Linked DNA regions of Triticum aestivum: region 1 is linked to region 2. The links are chromatin contacts, called in public Hi-C maps. All regions are on one chromosome and are shown on one strand. Each heading gives the region's core, a stretch centred on a gene start, on an enhancer-like site or on the middle of the called end of the contact. The rest is flanking DNA. Distances are from core to core; before and after follow the strand shown.

Region 1 (3,562 bases), core at 380-2,879, 190 kb after region 2:
ATATAAAATTGTCAGCTAGGGAATACCCAGCTTTGTCACAAAGCGGGATAAAGAGTCATTGTTAACTAAGCTTCATGGTAAAAGAAAGAAACCAATTGCATGATAATAACTTGGACCTGCTAATGTGTGCCTACAACACTACAACATTTGCTTTCACTCATACAACAAGATATTACTGCAATGTATATCATTAACTAGACTTAATTAAGAATTTAGATATAAATGATTACCGCCTAACATTAAGCAAGAAAATAGATTTGCAGAACATGCTCTTTGAAAGCAAATTTGATATTTGGGGAGTTGGGGGTATAACCAAATGCAAGTAACATCACAATAGCAAGGCTGTATTGGAACATAATTACGGCACAATTGGTTGTGATGAAACTCTCAATCAAATGAAGACATATATTGCATTTCATTGCATCATTTTGTGTTATATGTCCTACTCCAGACGGTGTAAACCCGAAAGCTTTTTATCAATTTTCACATTAACCAGCAGCATGGAGCAAACCTATAGGTAAGAGATATCATCCACTGCCAGCTATCCATACCAAACAGTTTAACGCCTATGGAACAAAAATAGAACCAAATTGTCTATCATGGTATGAACAGACATTACGACAGACCAATTCCAGAAGACGCACATGAAGTAGAAATCTAAAAGAATTTGAGATAAAGCTCATTGTAGACTTTCTGAATGCCAGCATAGAAGCATACCTAATGGCATCTTACAAATTTATCTGTTTGAACTTAAAGATAAGCATAAAAATGAAACAATAAGAACATCTTTCTGTCTCCCAAACCAATCCTCTATTTAATTACAGGGACGAAGATGGCTGTCCAGGCTATGACAAAAGTATCCTATGACCTGGAGTGAGGGTACACAAACTAAAGACAAGGCATGTTTCATGTTTATGTCGTCTCTCCATAGAAATCGGCAAATCGCATCAAAAGCACGCTGGGACAGCCAGGGTTTACAGAAGAAAAACTCATGAACGTTTTGGTGTTTTCCCCCAATTCAATCCGAGACCTCCAAGCACCAAACCCTAGCCAAATCGACGAAGCGAGGCTCTAAAATCCGACCTCTCCACCAAGGTATCCAAACCCTATCGCACCACAGTGCCACACGGTCTCCCGGCCGACAAACCCTAGTCGCCAGGCAGACAGATCGAGGCACGAGATTTCGGCGGGGGAACTTACAGCTCGCAGATCTTGGAGTGCTCGCGCGTGAGGATGTTGTATCCGACGGAGAGGCGGGTGTCGGCGGCGACCACGCAGTAGTCCGCGCCGGCGATGGCCACGCAGGTCCTGCACAGACGCCAACCAAAAGCGGCCCTCGTTATGAGATGCGCGGAGACGGGCGGCGGGGGCGGGGCCGACGAAGGGCGAGAGGGAGGGCGCTTACCCGCCGTTGTTCTCGTAGACCCAGTCGCCGCGCCTCGACATGGCGGTGGTCGGAGAGGGCGGGCTGCTCGGGGGCTTGTGGTGGAGTCGCCGGAGTTCGTGGCTTGGAGGAGAAGGCGAAGTGGAGCAGTGCGGTGCCCTGTGCCTCGCTTCCTTCCCCCTTTGATCTGATTTCTTCGTGGCCTTCTCGATCTCGGTGGGTCGAGGCTTCGTAGGCCGTCCTGGGCCGCGATGGACTGCGCTTTCTTTGCTCACAGCAAACAGGTCTTTTTGTCGGGCCGGAATCGGGGCCCATTCCCCGAAACAAAATATTTCGTTTTGGATAATGTAATGAGAGCAACTAATTAACGAGCGCTCCTTCGGGAGCCTCGCAACGATCAGCGTTACTTGGCGCGCTCTCAGTCATTCGTCACATGTCGCACTCTAGGCGCTTCCTCCGGATTTTTTTTTATTTTTTCGCGCGCGTTTTTGGCTTTGGAAACGGTTTTTTTTCGGGTTTTTTTGACGTTTTGGTTTTCCACCGGTCTTCCCAAACTTTTCAACCTCTGTTAGAAAAGGCAGTGCCTAGGAGGCGCTTAGGCACGCCTAGGCACTAGGCAATGGCCAAACGCCTCGCCTAGGTCATAAATGGAGGTTTAGGCAGGGCAAGCAAGGAATTGCCTACGCAAGCAAGAAATGATGCCACATACTGCACTAATATACCAAATGGGTTATATTCCAATGGTAGTAGATGATAATTAACTTATTTATATGCCCTAAACTAATATCAACACCCATATAATAATCACAAATACACTACGAGTAAAAATTATATTACCGCCTAGGCCGCGCCTAGGGCGCTTAGGCACCGCCTAGGCACTAGGCAAAGGCCAACCGCTTCGCTTACACCTACCGCTTTTTCCACCCTTGTTTTCGACAAAAAAAAAATTGCGCAAAAAAGCGCAGTTTTTTTTTGGGAGAGTCACTATTTTGTTTTCGCGAGAGACACGGTTGTGCTTTCGCGAGAGGCACGGCCGTGCCTCTTGGAAACGGGGAAAACGCGTTTTCTATTTGTTTTTTCCTTTCGCGAGAGGCATGGTTTTGCTTCCGCGAGAGACACGGTTGTGTTTTCGCAAGAGTCACGGTCGTGCCTCTTGGAAACAAAAAAAATATGTTTTCTGTTTTTTTTCTTTCGTGAGAGGCACAGTTTTGCTTCCGCGAGAGGCGCGGTTGTGCTTTCACGAGAGTCACGGCCGTGCCTCCTCGAAAAAGGAAAAAAACGAGTTTTCTGTTTTTTTTTTCTTCCGCGAGAGGCACGGTTGTGATTTCGTCAGAGGCATGGACTTACTTTTCAATATGGATGTAAACAAAGCAGAAATGGACGGAACTGGGTGCTACCACATTTGTTTTCATATTCTTTTAGAAGCGAAAAGAAAAACAAAAACCCCGAAGATGAATACGAAAACAAATACCACCAAAAGCAGACACAAAGCGGACATGAAAACAGAAGTGGGCATTGACTGGAACTTCAAAACCCTTGAGTCATAGAGAAATAAACACAAAAACAAATAAATTTAATGAAATGTTACCGTGGCAACAAAATAATATGATTATGTTAGCAACTTAACGTAGTATTGTAGTAGTACTGGACAATTGTGTATATGGTCTCGTTGAGTACGTATGTGGTAGTAGAAGTTGGACCTCAAATGATCTATTCTGCTCATTGCGTTATTGTGTGTCATTGTGTGTTATTTGGTGGTTGGGCTACAAAGCAGCCATAGACCTATACTAAAAATGGAAATTCCATATTCATGGAAATGGAAAGTTTCATTTTCACATCTGTTCCACCAGAAAACACCGTTCCGTTTTTGTTTTCGTTTTCGCATAAGAATTTCATTTTCATTTTCGTTTTGCAAATTTCTGTTTCCATTTTCATATTTCCTCTTCATTTCAATTTTTCCTCCGGAAAAGGGAAAAGTTTTCATGCCATTTTCATCCCTACTTTTAAAACAATGCAACCATCTCACATCAGCAAGTGTGAGTCATCGATTATATCTTTTGCATTACCTTATACATGTAGCTGCTACATCATCAGTTGATGCATGTGAGTCATAAGTTGTATTTTTGCATTATGTTTTGTGTTGTCATGGATAATCTGATGTGTTAAGCGCTTGGCGCA
Region 2 (3,782 bases), core at 63-2,562:
ATTGAAAAGTCCAATGAGCTGGACTCAAAATTGTAAACACGGGAAACTTCTTCATGTCAACAAGTTCATAAGGCATAACTGATTACTACCAACCTTTCGGAACCTTTCTGAGCACCTTCGGTGATTTTTAAAGTCATATATAGGAACATTTACAGGCAATGCACGTTTTAGTTGCCCCATGCATTCAAGAAGTTGCTCCGTATCAAATGCGTCTGTAAAAAAAAAACATCTGCTTCACATTCCACGAAACAATAGACAGCTTCTCTGATCACTAACAAAGGTAGCATAGTTCCAATCAACATGAAAAGTGAAATACCAGGATGATCGAAGTTGTAGTCCTGAGCACTTGCAGATTCTTCAGCAGTTAAGCCACGGTAAAATGAATCCTACAAAATTAAAGGCCATACTGAAAATCAGGCATGTCCGGGAAATGAAATTGGTCTGCCTTTGAAATTTGCTGTAGGATTGTGTGCGACTAGCTTTACTGCGACTTCATTGTTCAGTTCTGGAGGTGCGAACAACAGCAGATCATTAGGTGTCTGTACACTCATTGTTCAGTTCCCAAACTAAGTGATGGCTATGCTAGCACGACAGGCCTTCGAATTTGATGAACTGCAGCACTTGGACACGACAGACAAACTAAAAGGCATGATTCTACTGCAGGAGGTGGTGTCAAGTGAGGATCCCTAGCAGGCTGGTAGCGCAGAGCACTTCGAATCACAGAAGCAGACAGTGAGCAGACCTGGTTGACGAGCACGACGCGGTGGTCGTGGAGCTGCTGGATGATCATGTCGCACACCGTGGTCTTCCCCGAGGCCGTCCCGCCCGAAACCCCTGGAGAGACCACGCGAACAGTTAAGTATCAGTCAGAGCTTCAGAACCACGCCACACTGAGCGACTGGCCAGTGGGGGAGCAGGGCGCTGGAGAAAAGTACCGATGACGAAGGGCTGCCTGAGTGAGGAGGGGGAGGCGACGTCGGCGCCGGCGTGGGCGAGCCCGTTGGCGAGGGCGGCGGCGGCGCCGGCGGAGGTGGAGGAGGAGGGGGAGGAGGGCCCGGAGGGGGCGGGGAGGCGCAGCGCCTCGAGACGGAGGCCGCTGAAGTGGGCCCCCACCGCGGACTCCATGGCGTCGTCCACCGCCTTGTCCGGCATGGTGTCAGCGGTCTCCGGTCGGTCCCGCCGCCGCCGCCGCGCCGCGATCGATCGGGATTCGGGATTCGGGATTCGCTCGCTCGCACGGCGGCTTCGCGGGTCCTGCTGGGTGCTGGCTGCTCTCCCCGACCCGGATCCGCTCGCGAGTCGCGGTCGGGTTTTTGAACCGACGGGAAAATAATTAGTTTCCCCGAACGAAACGTGGTGCGTGGGGCCGGTTTTGCTCGTGGAGGGGAGGGGATGGGTGCGTGCGCCGTGGACTGGGGGAGTGGCGGGTGGGCCCGCCGATGGGGATGGGAGTCACGGCGCAGGAACACCTCGCGCACGCAGGGAGCAGGCGGCTGGATGGGGTGGGGCCGGTGGCTAGCTCGGTGTACGATCTGATCACGCTGTTTTTCTCTTCTTCTCATCTCAACGACAAAAAGCCCATGAAGCATGTTGATTCGTTCGCTGCAACTGCTCTGTCGTCTATCAGCAGTAGCGTAGCGTATATAATACGGTTGCGTCAGTAGCATGAGTATGCGTGATCCAGTTTAGGGTATGGATGGATGGACAACTGATCGTTCAAAAAAAAACTGATCGATCAACGTGCGATGCACATGGCTCGAGACGTCTTGGTACTGGTGGTGTTAGAAAAAAGGAGACCAGGGCCAATCTGATTCCGCTCCTATCGACAACATGTGCCGCCTCGCCGTGTCCTCCCGTTTGGCAATGGCAGCGTGATACGAGGGAGGGAATGAGGAATCAGATCCTAATCTCAACCTGCGACGCACAGTGAACCACAAATATCGCACGGTAGTAGTGTCTTCCATGTCACTGTTATCAGTTTATCACTATCTCTACAAGACCCAAACTGCGTGAAAGCCAAGCGCACATTTTATTCGGAATCGCAAAACTGCTGACGAGCGTCGTGCAGAGTGGTTCTAGTTTACAGCAGAAACATACACGCAAGTCCGAGCGCGCAGAGCTACAGATGATCAGCTCTTGATCTGCGACGCCTCCACGCTCTTGCGCAGCGCCGAGATGACCTCTCCGGGGTCGGGCGCGCCGAACACGGAGCTCCCGGCGACGATGCAGTTGGCGCCGGCCGACGCGGCGGCGTCGATGGTGGAAGGACCCAGGCCGCCGTCGACCTACACACACAAACAATATAACGTCAGGAAACAATATAACGTCAGGAAACGAGACGCCGTGGGAAGATCGCCTATGGGCGCCTGTGGCTGTGATGTGATACTAGCCGAACATGGATCGGCATTGTAACTGTACCTCAATGTCGAGCGACGGGTGCTTCTTCCTCAGCGTACGCACCTGGAGAAACAAATCCAGGTTGCAGACAGACAAGTGGTCAGAACTATCCTACTAGATAAGAAAGGGTAAGAGTATCGACCCCGGAAAACAGAGTGGGTGGATACCTTATCCATCATCTCCGGCATGAACTTCTGGCCACCGAAGCCAGGCTCGACCGTCATCACGAGAACCAACTCTACAGGGGTTTCTGCTTCCACCTGTAAATACATGCAGTTGTTAGTAGAAATGCTAGCTAATCGGAGATCAGATGATTAAGTTTAGACAGGCCATCATGACAAAGGCCGTTCATCTGCAATGGAAGATGTACTAGAGTACAGTAACATTCAGTGAAGATTGTGTAAGAAGGGGAAGTGAAATGCGCCTGAACAAGGGAAACTGGATGTGCTTGTGCCACAATCATTTTGGTCAACAAATTATGCTAAGAGTTAAACATAACAGATTACTACTTGAATGGATCAATGGACCAATAGTCCAGTATACGAGTGCACAACAACACTAGTACAGTACCTAAAAAGGAACTACTTCCTACATAAATCAGCTCTGGATGGGGTTTCAGTTCTGGACACCAGAGGACACACTGGATTTTATGTATTAGAAATAAAGCTAACTGTACACATTGAAAATAAATGCATACAAGCTCACTTCTCATGTTAGCTGTTAATATGATTTTTTTTTATTTTAAATGTATTTTCTTCCAGTGGTTTTTCAATAATGTACAACATGATAACAAGAACAATTGTATGGAACAAATGAAGTTACCAGGGGAAAAACATCCTCCACAGGAGTACCAGGCTTCAATGATACACCAGGTCGCATGCCCTTTGCTTTAATGCTTTGGATGAGCTCTTTCCAGTTATCTGCACCAAGCTTTCCATAAGGCAACAAAAATCATGAACCATTCGCAGATTTGTCAGCACGTGGTTTATTTACCCCTGGTTACTTCTATATGGAACGTGAATCCTGAGGCACCAGCTTTTCCAAATGCCTCTACATAATCTGAAGGATTTGTGACCATGAGATGGCAGTCCAAATATGCCCTAGAAATCAAGAATAGCAGTATTAGGTGCATACAGCCTATACGAACAGAATCCATCAAAGTGAATATTAGATAAGACAAGGAAGGTATACTTTGTGTGCTTCCTCAAGCTCTCAATCACTGGAGCTCCAATAGTTAAATTAGGAACAAAGTGCCTGCGTGTGCAAACAGCCAGCTTCAAAATTGATAGTTCTTTTGGTTATCATCAAAATAGTCTATCATCAAATTTCCGGACAAGATGAATGCATTGTCCTTCAAACTTGATTCAACATATATAACATAATAA

The links. Hi-C and Micro-C count contacts between places; a contact is called where the count stands out from the background.
Region 1: a contact with region 2 is called in a Hi-C map of leaf, with 6 times the contacts expected there. The contact joins the promoter of LOC123112564 here to the promoter of LOC123112559 in region 2. A contact is called at or near these places in 3 of 5 Hi-C or Micro-C datasets (all in leaf).

The regions. Positions count from the first base shown.
Region 1 is chr5B:473,376,698-473,380,259 of IWGSC CS RefSeq v2.1, forward strand. LOC123112564 (proteasome subunit beta type-1) reads right to left here and starts at 1,630. Exons shown (of 7, transcript XM_044533594.1): 1 at 1,406-1,630; 2 at 1,201-1,308. The coding sequence starts at 1,446.
Region 2 is chr5B:473,183,083-473,186,864 of IWGSC CS RefSeq v2.1, forward strand. It overlaps LOC123112559 (uridine kinase-like protein 1, chloroplastic), which reads right to left and starts at 1,313. Exons shown (of 14, transcript XM_044533591.1): 1 at 936-1,313; 2 at 743-834; 3 at 317-386; 4 at 94-212. The coding sequence starts at 1,152. LOC123112560 (ribulose-phosphate 3-epimerase, cytoplasmic isoform) reads right to left here. Exons shown (of 8, transcript XM_044533592.1): 3 at 3,589-3,651; 4 at 3,391-3,497; 5 at 3,220-3,317; 6 at 2,565-2,657; 7 at 2,419-2,460; 8 at 1,928-2,285. The coding sequence ends at 2,130.